Linked DNA regions of Rattus norvegicus: region 1 is linked to region 2. Evidence: chromatin contacts called from public Hi-C data. All regions are on one chromosome and are shown on one strand. The core of a region is the stretch at or near the end of the contact, and the rest is flanking DNA. Distances in the headings are between cores, read along the strand shown. Region 1 has its middle 3.3 kb from the start of Fbxl4. Region 2 has its middle 210 kb from the start of Faxc.

Region 1 (5,923 bases), core at 2,539-5,038, 260 kb before region 2:
AAATTCTTCAGCCCGCAGAAACAAACCTTCAGGCTCATATTCACCCGACCACCTGTGATGAAGATGCTGTCAAGGGTCTCCCTTAGTCTCCATTTCTTTTCAAAGGAATCTTTCTTTGGCTGTCGTTACATTTGCCTTTTCAGAAGGTTTCCACTAATGACAAACTTTAAGATTTATTTTAATTTTTTATTAATCTCTCTCTGTGTGTGTGTGTGTGTGTGTGTGTGTGTGTGTGTGTGTGTGTGTCCTGTTCACGTGCATGCAGGTGTTCAGATGCCATGGAAGGCAGAAGTGGTCAGATATCCTGGAGCTGAAATGAGACAGTGGTGATCTGTCAGAAGTGGATGCTGGGAACCAAACAGGTTCACAGAAAGAGCCATCTTTCCAGCCTTATTAATGGGAAACTTTCAATAACACGCTGAACCATTCATCATTTCCAAATTTCTCCTGAAGAAGCAAAATAGAAAGAACACTTGTTAATTCTACTTTACTTCCTGTTCCATCGCTGTGAGAAGACATCATGATCAAAACAATTTATGCAAGGAAGGGTTGAGACTTGGGATTCTAGATGGTTAAGAATCCATCACAAGTACATACGGGAGCATCGCAGCAAGCACCAGGTATGGCGGCATAAGCAACTAAGAGCTCATGCCTCTAACAGCAAACGTGAAGTAGAACGGACAAACCAGGAAATAGCCAATGGCTGGCTTCCATCAGCAAAGCCATACGTCCTAAACCTCCCCAAACAGAACAACTGGGAACCAAGTATTGAAATGGCCCAGCATATGAAAGGCAGCTCATTCAAACCACCCCATGAAGTGAAACAGTTATGGTATGCCATGTAATTATACGGATGTGAAATCTTAATCAGGAAAGTCAAACTCAATTTCCATCTTCCACGTTTGACTGTGCCACTTACTACCTGGTGAGCTGCTTCCTAAAAAGAGAGTATTGGAAACTGGGTATGGTGGGAGGCAGAAGCAGGCAGATCTCAATGACTTCAAGGCCATCCAGAAGGGCATTCCATCTTGTTAACAAAAGGGGTAACTGTGCGGTCCACTTGTCTGATTATCTCACTCTATTCATCACAGGGTTTTTGTAAATCTGAATATTTATTCTAAAATAAAACGGTTTTAAATCATGCTAATTCATTAAAAATAAAAATGACAAGCTGACCCTTTCTATTTCCTGATATAATTCCTCAGTTAATGCCTATAAAGAACTCAAACCCTGGGGTTGGGGATTTAGCTCAGTGGTAGAGCGCTTGCCTAGGAAGCGCAAGGCCCTGGGTTCGGTCCCCAGCTCCGAAAAAAAGAACAAAAAAAAAAAAAAAACAAAAAAACTCAAACCCTATTTTAAACTGCAGAAATTTCTCATTCTAGAATGAAGTATGTTTTTTAAACAAAGAACAGACCTTCCTTTAGTCCTTATTCACTTTCCACATTTCTACCTTTCTTCACTACATTTATTTTTTAAATTTTATTTTATTTTTTACTTATTCACTTTACATCCGGCTGAGTAGACCCCTGGGTATCCCTCAACCCTGACACTTCTGCTAGGCTAGGCACTTCCTCTCCCACTGAGGCTAGAAAAGGCAGCCCAGCTAGAACATATCCCAGAGACAGGCAACAGCTTTGAGGATAGCCAGTCCAGTTGTTCAGGACCTACATGAAGACCAAGCTATACATTTGCAACATGTGTGTGGGAAGGCCTAGGTCCAGACCATGTGTGTTTTTTGGTTGGTAATTCAGTTCCTTTCTTCTGTTCTTCCATAAGAGTCCCCAAGCTCCATCCACTGTTCGGCTTTGGGTGTCTGTATCTATCTGAGTTAACTGCTGGGTGGAACCTCTCAAAGGACAACATGCCCCTGTCTGTAAGCATAACAGAGCATCATTAATAGTGTCATGGACCGGTGCTTGCCCATGGGAAGGGTCTCAAGTAGTGTTATGGTTCTAACTGAAGGATAAAACATATTCAGGAAAGGACACAAAAGCTGGATATAGTAGTTGTCCATTGGTTGTCCTAGCACTTGGGAGACAGAGATAAATGGATCAGGAATTCTAGGTAAATCTCAAGTTACATAGCAAATTCAACACCTTCCTGGGATGAGTTAGACCCTGTTTTCAAAAAAGAAAAAAAAATAGAAAGGAAAGGGAAAGTGAAAAAGAAGCTGATACAAAAAGTGACTGTACAGTTGGATAAAAATGGGAACACACTCACATAATAAGTCCTCAGATAAAAACTGGATAATTACTAGCAAGAAGTCCCCAGAATTGCTCCTGTCCAAAAAAATACAGGAACAAAGAGTGGAGCAGAGGCTGAAGGAAAGACCCTCCAGAGACTGCCCCACCTGAGGATCTAGTCCATCTGCAGGTACCAAACCCAGACACTCTTGCTGATGCCAAGAAATATGTGCTGACAGGAACCTGGTATAGCTGTCCCCTGAGAAGCTCTATCAGAGCCTGACCAATACAGATACAAATGCTTGCAGCCAACCATCAGACTGAGCACAGGGACCCCAATGGAGGAGTTAGGGGAAGGACTGAAGGAGCTGAGGGAGTTTACAACCCCATACAAAGAAGAGCAATATCCACCAACCAGATCCCCCAGAGCTCCCAGGGACTAAACCACCAACCAAAGAGTACACAAGGATGGACCCATGGTTCCAATTGCATATGTAGCAGAGGATGGCTTTATCTGGCATCAGTGGGAGGAGAGGCCCTTGGTCCTGTGAAGGTTCGATGCCCCAGTGTAGAGGAATGCTAAGGTGGTGATGTGGGAGTTGGGGGTAGGTGGGGGAGTACCCTCATAAAAACAGGGAGGAGGGGGATGAGATAGGAGATTTCCAGAGTGGAAACAAGAAAAGGGGATAACATTTAAAATGTAAATAAATAAAATGTCCAATAAAAAATAAAAAAGAAGTCCTCATATGTCCTTCTGATCTTTTCCCATTGCCTTTCCCCCAGTGTTAGCGTTATTCTGACTTTTTAAAAAGAGTGTTTTTATCACCTGCATTCCTGCCAGTGGAAGTCACTGGAGGCTGTCAGGATTCCTAGAACTAGAGTTATAGATGGTTGTTGGTCACCATGTGTATGCTAGAAACTGAACCTAGGTCCTCTTTAAAAGAGCAAGTGCTCTTAACTGTTGACCTATCTCTCCGGTCCTATTCTGACTTCTAACAGATTAATGTCAACTTTTGGTCTTAAGGTAGATGGGGAATCATATAAATTACTCATTTTATTTGATATGGTTTCTTTTAGCATCAGGTTGGTGAGAACAATTCATGTTAAGTGTAGTGGTGGTTTCTTGAGTTACTCTTATGTTAAAAAAAAAAAGGAGAAGAAGACTGTATAGCCTATTCTTCATAAACATCCTGCAGTTTTGTTGTTTTTGATATTATTTACTTATTACAAGCTGCTGCTTTTGGCATTCGTTTTTATGTCTTTTGGTGCACACTCTTTGCCTGTCCTTTTATATACATTTTAATTTCTTCAATTTCTAGCTTTTTTTCAAAGATGTAGTTAGTGTTATTGTTTGCTTGTTTTTCTTTTGGACTATGTGTTGAGGTTGGGGGTAATAATGTTTGAAACCAGGGATGATGCTCTATTTTTTTTTATTTCAATGTTCTTTAAAATGCTGGTTGTTAAATAGACTGATTCATGTTTAAGAAAAGAAACAGCTGAGAGCAAAGTTTCTGTTCTGTGACTAAATGGAATTGTCATCACCCAGGCAATCCTCCCTCGAAACTTCTCTTCCCAAGGGCCTTGCTTTGTTTTCTGGGCAGGGGCACAATAAGGCCAAAGGGGGGGGGGAGGGGGAGTGATGCTTATCAGTTAGTGTTGCCCTGATTTAGTGTGTGAACTAATGCCTAGTTATTAAATGGAATGTTTTTCAGAGCTGAAAAGCATCCCACGCTGTAATGGCACTATTAAAAATAAAATCCCAACAAGGCTTAATTGTGCATAAAGTCACCAGCTCAGCAAGTTGGTTGTGATTCATCCGTGTTAGTTTCAAAAGTTACAATGTTCTGCTGCCATGGGGAGTCACACACAGAAGCAGCAGGTTCAAAACTCCTCTTTGGCCTGACCCCTTGAAGCACCACCCTCCCCGCCACTGTTCTCAAATGACCTTCTTCATGAAATGTCTATCAGTTAGATACCTTTTGGGATCGTGAGCATGTGTGACCATAAAATCCTACATGGTAAAGGCATCACTCAAAATGAAATGTCCCCACAGTGAGTTCCTCTTAGTTTTCTGTCATTTGTTCCAATTAGTTGTTCTCTGTAACCAAGACTTCTTAGAAAATGCAAGGCCACATGCTTTTCACAAAACTCAGCCAAAATAATCTGTGAGCTCTCTTGTGTGTGTGTACCTGTGTGTGTATGTGCCTGGGTGTATGAATGTGACTGTGTGTGAGAGTGTGCCTGCATGTGTGTTCCTATGTGTGTGCCTGTGTGTGAGTGTACCTGTATGTGTATGTACCTGTGTGTTAATGTGCCTTGGTCTGTGCATGTGTGTGTGAATGTGAGTGTGCCTGTGTGTGTGCCTGTATGTATGTGTGTGAGTATGTCTGGGTGTGGAACCCAGGTCATCATGCACACTAGATGCTAGATAAGTTCTCTAAAACTGAGAAATCCAGTCTTCCTTTTACTTTTTATTTTGACATAGCATCTCTCTAAGTTTCCCAAACTAGCCTTGAACTTACTCTGTACCCTTGTCAGGACTTGGGTTTGCAACCTTCCTGCCTCATCTTCACCCTCCTGTGTAGTTTGGATTACAGACCTGCACCACCACCAAGTTTGGCCCTGTGAAATCTTAAATGAACTAACTTGTTGAAAACCAGAATTCAAGCAGTAATGATAGGGGTTTTTAAGGTGCTAATTAATGACCAGAGAACATGAGTAATAGCCACTGATAGAAATCATTTAGTCTGTGATTTCAACATCATACAGATCATAAGAGCTTTTCATTTTCATATTAATCTCTCAAGATATTAGCCTAAAAAGTAGTCATAGTAACTACTAAGAATATCCAAATTTTCAACAAGAAGAAAGCCATTTTTAAACAAGCCCATATAGTCCAAACCCGTTTCTTACAGACCTAGAAGCAGGCTCCGAAATGAAAAGAACTGTCCACATCATGTCCTCAGAGCTGTCAATGATACCTAGTTCTCCAACTGTAAGTCAAAATGGCTTTCTGAAAATGATAACGAATTGCTTTACAATTCAATAACAACTAATCATGTTTCCATATTACCATAACCTTGGAGTAACTGTATGCAACAGGCAGAAAAAAATGAAATGCTCTCAGGAGCCCTGTCTGTCCAGCCCTGCCATGCTTAGGAACTTGTGATCCTAGATAAGTTATAGCTTCTCGGAGCTTGCTGCCACTTCTATGAAATGTGACTAACTCACAGACACTAGAGAAATTTAAAAGAGATCATATAAATGAAAGTGCTTTGTGAGTGATAAAAAAGTATGCAAATGGGTGAATATTATTAATATTTATTAACACATGTTGAAGATCAGTAATTGAGACTCTTCAATGCAAAATGTCAGTGTAGAGCCTTCAAGATCATTCTAGTTTAACTTTTTAAATTGTTATCAGCCACGAGAAAAGCCTGAAGCAACTCGGTGATTTACAGAGATTTAGATTTGCAGCAAGCAGCTTATAAAACTGAGACCCGGATGCTGGTCTCCTTGTACCTTCTAGTGAACAATTCCTAACATATACTAGCATGACCTAAAGTCACTAAAATGGGTTAAAACAACCAGATAAAGGTATAAGCCAAATTAGTAGAGGCCTAAAAGAAATAAAACATATTGAAAAGCAAAAACCTATTGTGATTGTACAGTGTTCATTTCTGCCGGTCTTTTTCTGTCTCTTTCTTCATTTAAAGACATAATTAAGGTTTCCAGTGATT
Region 2 (6,279 bases), core at 2,624-5,123:
AGAGCCTCCAGTAGAAAGATTACCTTTGAGCGAACCAGCTAAGGTCCTGGCATGATGCCCTTCACCTTGGTGGGTCCTGTGAGAGGTGATCAAGCATTCATTTAGCTGCTCAGCCACTTGCCACCTCAGTGTCTTAGCTTACCAGGCAAGCAACTGTTGGACTGTCGATGTCACTTCACCTCTCTAGACTGTCCCTCTTCTCAGGATCTTGGTAATCTCTAGTCCCAGCTGTGAGCAAAAAAAAGGGGGGGAAGAGGGGATGGAAACTTCAATCTAGCTACTAGGCTAGGTGCAAAAGGAATCAAAGGTGAAAGAGGTGTGGGTCTTATAGGCATGGAAACAATGTTACACTTCTCAGAAAGATACTTGGATGCATGTAGCTCCCTGTTTAACAGATGACCACCAAGCTCTTCTTCACTCTTACTAGCCTCTAACCACTGAGGTAGGTACTCCTTACCCATTTCACTTGTCAGGCGCAGAGACCAAAGGAGAGCTTTGATGCCTTGAAACAATGTTTCCAAAAGTACATCCTGAGTAATAAGATACCTCCTAGGGATGAGAGGCTACAGGTTCACATTTATTGAGTACTTACTGCTTGTAAGGCAGTGCGGAAATGCTTCCCCTTTAATCCTTCTTACAATGCTTAAACCAGACAACATTATTTTCTCTATTACTCAGAGGAAGAAACTGAGAATGTAGTCTGCCCAAGTCTCATAACTAGTGACAGCTGAGATACACACTTGAGCAGCCAACTGTGGGCCTGACAGAAATTCATACATACAAAGTGCTCTTTGATGATGGCTCTACTATATCTGAGAATCTTAGAATCAAAGAACCAGAGATGATTGCAGCTGATTTCTTATAAAGATGAAATATCATGTATTTCAGCCTCTGCCCACAGGCTTTTTTCCCTCTGATTTTGGATTTGGTTGGAGCTTCTCTTTGCAGCAAGCTCCTGTTCTGTGGGAAGAATCTCTCCCTTCCACGTTCCAGACACAGAGGGGGAACTGACTCCTTTCTTGTACCAGATGCTGAGATCGGCCCTAGACACCCTTTTTCTCATGTAATCATCACAGCCCCTCTATGAGGTCAGTTTTATTAACCATATTTAAATGGTTGAGGAAACAGGAGCCCAAGTGGTTCAGGAGCTAGCTGTTTGCCTACTGTGGTCCAGAGCCCACAGTCTTCTCACTAAATTGATTTCACTCTAATCTGAAAGGTGAATGCTGTCATCAGGGCCTTTCTAACATGCCCCAAAGTCAATGTTAAAATCAAGAGTCATCATGAAATGTTGTTACAGCTTTTCTTTTTTATTACATTCATGTATTGATTCTTCATTTGGAGAATGGACACATACCATAGCATAGGTGTAAATGTGGATAACTTGTAAGACTTTGTGGGACTTGATTCCCTTTCAACCTGTGGGTCCTGAGGATTGAACTCACGTTCTCTGACTTGGTGGCAAGTACCTTCTTCAGATGAGTCATCTTGACAGGCTGAGAACTGTCCTTTGTAGAACAAAATCACGTCAAATGAATAAGCACTGCCAAACACAGAAGTAAACTTCACAGGGGAGGAATTTTGTTGTTATTTCTACAAACAGCAGAAAAACAAAAGTTGAGGTAAGACATAGTAAGGTAACGTGAAGAAAACATGGAATGGGGGTTCAAGATGAAGCTCCTTCTTCCTCAGCTCATGGAGCAGCCCCAGGGAGAGAGGTTACTGTGAGCCCTATGGCAGATTTCCTCTGAATGGTGGATGTCAGTGTTTCCCTGATGAATTTGAGAGGAGCCTGCACAAATGTTAAGAAGTAGGAAATACATTTTCTTTCTTTTCATGGCCAGTTAATGAATGGTGGCCAAAGATACCTTGATAAGGAAATTTAAAATCTCTGTTCGTGATTCGGTGCATGAAGTTAAGAATTCAAGGGCTGTCTCTGCTTTTTATTAGCACCTCTTACTTGCTGTGTAGCCTTGCAGAAGTTGCTTCACCTATCTGTGCACTTACTTCCTCACTGACAAAATTTGGAGGTTCTGTGAGAATACAAGTAGAAGTTCGGAAAACTACCATACTGCCCTCTTACCCTCAATTCTGCTACTTTTTGGGACAGAGACTCTGTAGTCTCTGTCGTGGATAGGGTTTTATTGCTATAAAGAGGAACCATGACTACAGTATCTCTTATAATGACTGGGGCTTGCTTACAGTTTCAGAGACTAAGTCCGTTATCATCAGTGAGGGAAGCATGGCAGCCTACAGGCAGAGAAGGATCATACAGTTCTACATCCAGATAGGCAACAGGAAGTGAATGTCACACTAGACCTGGCTTGAGCATTTGAGATCGTAATGCCTATCGAGATGCACTTCCTCTGAAAAAGCCACACCTACTCCCACAAGGCCACACCTCCTAGTAGAGTCACTCCCTGTGAGCCTACGGGGGGTGGGGGGGCATTTTTATTCAAACCACCACAGTCTCTAAGACAGTAGTTCTGAACATTTAGTGTACAAATCATCACTTTTTGAAAACATAACATTGGGCTTGTTGGAGAGATGGCTCAACTGGTAAAGTATTTGATGTGCACAAGCACCCATCTGAGTTTAGATTCCCAGGATCCTTTTTAAGAAGAAAAAGAAAGGAAAGTGGGTGTGGCCATAGGCTAGCACTGATAACCCCAGCACAAGAGAGGAGAGACAGGCATAAGCCAAAAGACAAGCTTCAGGTTCAATGAAAAGATCCTGTTGCAAAACAAAACAAAAAAAAACAAAAAACAAAAAAAAATCAAGTAAAAATCAATGAAGACATCCTGGTGTTGACCTCTGTCTGCTACAGGCACACATATGGGTACATGCACCAGCACACAGGTATCCACATACATGAGGACATACAGCATACACGTACATGCAAGCTAACACTGCCTCTGTGGAAGCCCAAAAGGCACCTAAATTATACCTCTCTAAAGACACAAATCAACCTCTCCGTTCCTTGCATTGGTCAGAGTGCCCGTCTCATTCCGAGGGTTTGCTGTGGCTTGTGGTCACATGGACTGAACCGCCAGTTCACAGCACTCGCCCTGGCTTGCCAGACTTATGTCACCCATCAGCTGCTTCCAAAACCCTAAATAGGAAAGTAGAATCACTGCATGGCAATCAACGTCCTTTGAAACGACTTTCACTACTCCAAAGTACTTCAAGGAAATGTTATTACCCACCCCAATACCCACAAAGTGTTGCTGATCTTACTGTTCAGGAAAAACAGAGGTGGTCCTAAAATACCAGGACTTTGAGGAACATTTGCCCAAAGATTTTGTTGTGGTTTACTTGCTTAATAAAACCAGTGGTAAGGCAGAATATTTAGCTCCTTTACTCTGCCATTTTCCCCTGATAAGAATGAAAATAAGCAGTGTTGTTTACTCTGCTCACAAAAGGCAGTGTGGAGGGCTGCCAGCCCTGGAATCCTCCTCGTTCCAATGGCCACACACAGGGTGTTTCTGTGGGATGAAGAACTCTTACAGACCCTACTTGAGTCTCCAGATTATTGTCCTCACTGAGAATGAAATCAAAATGTCAAACCCGGAAGCACAATCTGAAAGAATCCTATGAAAGTCTTAGTGCAGATGCAGTCACTCTTTACACTCATAAAGAATGCAATAAAACTATTGACTGTTGATATGGTAAAACCGCTGGCCGCCCTTATTGGTCTGTAGCAACATTCTGGTCAGCTGCTACAACGGTGGCTGACCTCTGAATATGATCAATGTCTGCAACAAACAAATGTAGGAGGAAATAAGTCAGCCTCTGTCAGACAGGCATAAGTCATGTGTCTGCCGAGTCCTCCTAAGAATGGGATCTCTCTTCGCTCTTCTGCTTCTCATAGCTCCCACATGTTCCCTCTCATACTCCCACATCCTAGTTTCCCAACAAAGATTCCTCTTGTTCTGAAGGCCCAAACCAACACCAACTGCTTCTCTTTTGTTCTGCCCACATCCCTGAAATACTATCCAAAAGCAACCACTTTCTGCTGCGAAGGAAAGGCCTGGCATGAAGGGGAATGTGCACCCAACGACATTTCAGATGTGACTGGCTGGGCTAAGGCACCTATGGATCTTAGCCAAGCCCAGAGCTCCCCCTAATGACCAGCCTTTGAGAAAAAAGCAAGAGGAAAAGAAGGAGAGGAAGGAAGGGAAGAAGGCAGGGAGGGAGAGAAAGAGAGAAAGAAAGAGGGAGAGGAGAGAGAGAGAATATGGGGAAAGAAGGGAGAAGTTGCTTATTGTCTTCCGTTTTTTTAAAAAGGCCACTTGGGAAGTGCTAGTCACTCCAATCCCTCCCTCGTATGGACTACCCCTACTTTCCCTAACACCCCAACCGGCTCTGATATAGGACTCCACTTGTCAAGGTCACTTTGGGGTCCTTAATTTGTTCTGAACCAGGATTCCACATCATCTCCTCATATTAAGTGCCAGACTGCCACCATGTGCTCTCGGGACCTGTTTGAAAAATTCTATTTTTGGTTCCGCATTAAAGGATTGCATTTCTCCTGAAGGCCAGCTGTTGGCTGACTGCAGTGCCAAAAACATAGTCTTCTAAGTGCACTCCTGTGTTTCTTCTTGCTGTTCCTAATCCTCTGGCTGAGAACCAAGAGGAAGTCTCACTGGGGGCTTGTTTGCTTACTGTAGGGCAAGACCCTAGTATCTGCTCTCCCCAGGCGTACCTGGCAAACCAATGAACCACAGAGTTCTCCAAAGCACAGTAGCGACTGCATAGAAGGAAACAAGTGTTATTTCCCAAAGCTGACAAAAGCCTCCTTACTCAGCATCTATACAAGGCAGAACAACTCAGACATACTTTTTCTTCCCCTCTTCCTCTTTTGAGTCTGACTCAAGTTTAGAGGATTCGTGTCTTTCCCCTGGGCTCCATATCACACGCCTGTGTGTTACATCCTGAAACTTAATCATCCCCCAAAGATCCATATTAAAGGCTTGGCTTCAGGCTGCAGCCTTGCTGGCAGATTGATTAAGAAGGGGGCATCTAAGGGAAGGAAGATGGAGAATGACTTTGAAAGGCATATCGAGACCCATGTCCTCCCCCCCCCTCTTTGCTTTCTGGTGGTAATGAGGTAAGCAGCCATGTGATCTCACCATCATATGCCACATCAGGACAGACCCAAAGCAACGTAGCCAACTGATCGTGGACTAAAGTCTCCAAGGCTGTGAGCCAAACCGGTCTTTCCTCCTTCCACATTGTATCACTGGGGCATTTTGTCAGAGTGACTGAGAGCTGAATGACAAGCCTGAGTGTTAGATACAGCCATTAGCCATGACGTCATTTCCATCCAGGCTGAGTCTGTACTCAAGGCAATCCCTAACTGGAGGGCCTGACGTCCCTAAACAACATGATCAAAGTACTTACTGAGGGATGGTGAATCATAGACAAGTAACAGTGGCCAGAGGGTTTTTTTTAAGACTATGAAATATTTTTAAATCTCCTGAATTAGTCATCAACCCTGTAAAATCAGGGTACTTCATACATTTAAAAAGTGAGTCATGGACCCCCAGCCATTTAAATCACTGGGTTTATCCACACAGAAATGGCCCTCAGAACAGCAGAGGGATCACCTTCCTGTCCAACCACCCTAGGACTCCGTTCATAAGTAATTGGCCTGACCCCCCCAAGGAACAGTGTCTGCAAACACGAATTAATCAGATATATAACACATTAACACAGATTAATCTATTTGGCATTTCTCCCAGGTAACTTTCCAGTTAAGATGCCTATCTAGAAAAGATCCCTAAGAGATAGTCTAATAGACTCTAGCGATATAAGGATCAGTGAGGCTGATATTCCAGCATCACGAGACATTTCAGCACCTCTACATTTTCTGTGAGTTGGCTGTTTGCCACATTTTCAGCAAAATTTATACTATGTCATTGGTTTGCTCAAAGAGTTTTACCTAAGAACTAAGCAGATGATATAGACCAACTTTCAATAATTTTTGGAGCAAAGCAGACTATGAATAAACAAGTAGAAATTTTTGAGGTAGACCTGAAAATAAACTCCAGTTCAAAGTCCGACATAAATTGCAATATTCTGTTTGTGTCATTCTATGTATTTCCCCTCTGATTGGTCTTTAAATGCATCTGTATTCGTACGATAACTCAAAGATGTCTTCAGGCAAATGCTGTGTTATTTTCAGGCACAGAAAAAACCTGGGCAGGCCAACAGTTATCACAATGTCAGTCACTGAGTTCAAAGTGCAGACAGCCAGTGTAGGATGATGTCATTATG

What was found. Hi-C and Micro-C count contacts between places; a contact is called where the count stands out from the background.
Region 1: a Hi-C map of Schwann cells shows a contact between it and region 2, with 3 times the contacts expected there. The contact joins two enhancer-like sites.

The regions. Positions count from the first base shown.
Region 1 is chr5:40,746,241-40,752,163 of GRCr8, reverse strand. No RefSeq gene overlaps it. Among named protein-coding and RNA genes, the nearest start is that of Fbxl4, 3.3 kb to the left of the region's middle. Within about 2 kb of position 3,788, at least 2 of the 93 cell types and tissues checked have an H3K27ac peak or open chromatin away from gene starts, as enhancers often do. A contact at or near this core is called in Schwann cells, where this site is marked.
Region 2 is chr5:40,483,860-40,490,138 of GRCr8, reverse strand. No RefSeq gene overlaps it. Among named protein-coding and RNA genes, the nearest start is that of Faxc, 210 kb to the right of the region's middle. Within about 2 kb of position 3,873, at least 3 of the 93 cell types and tissues checked have an H3K27ac peak or open chromatin away from gene starts, as enhancers often do. A contact at or near this core is called in Schwann cells, where this site is marked.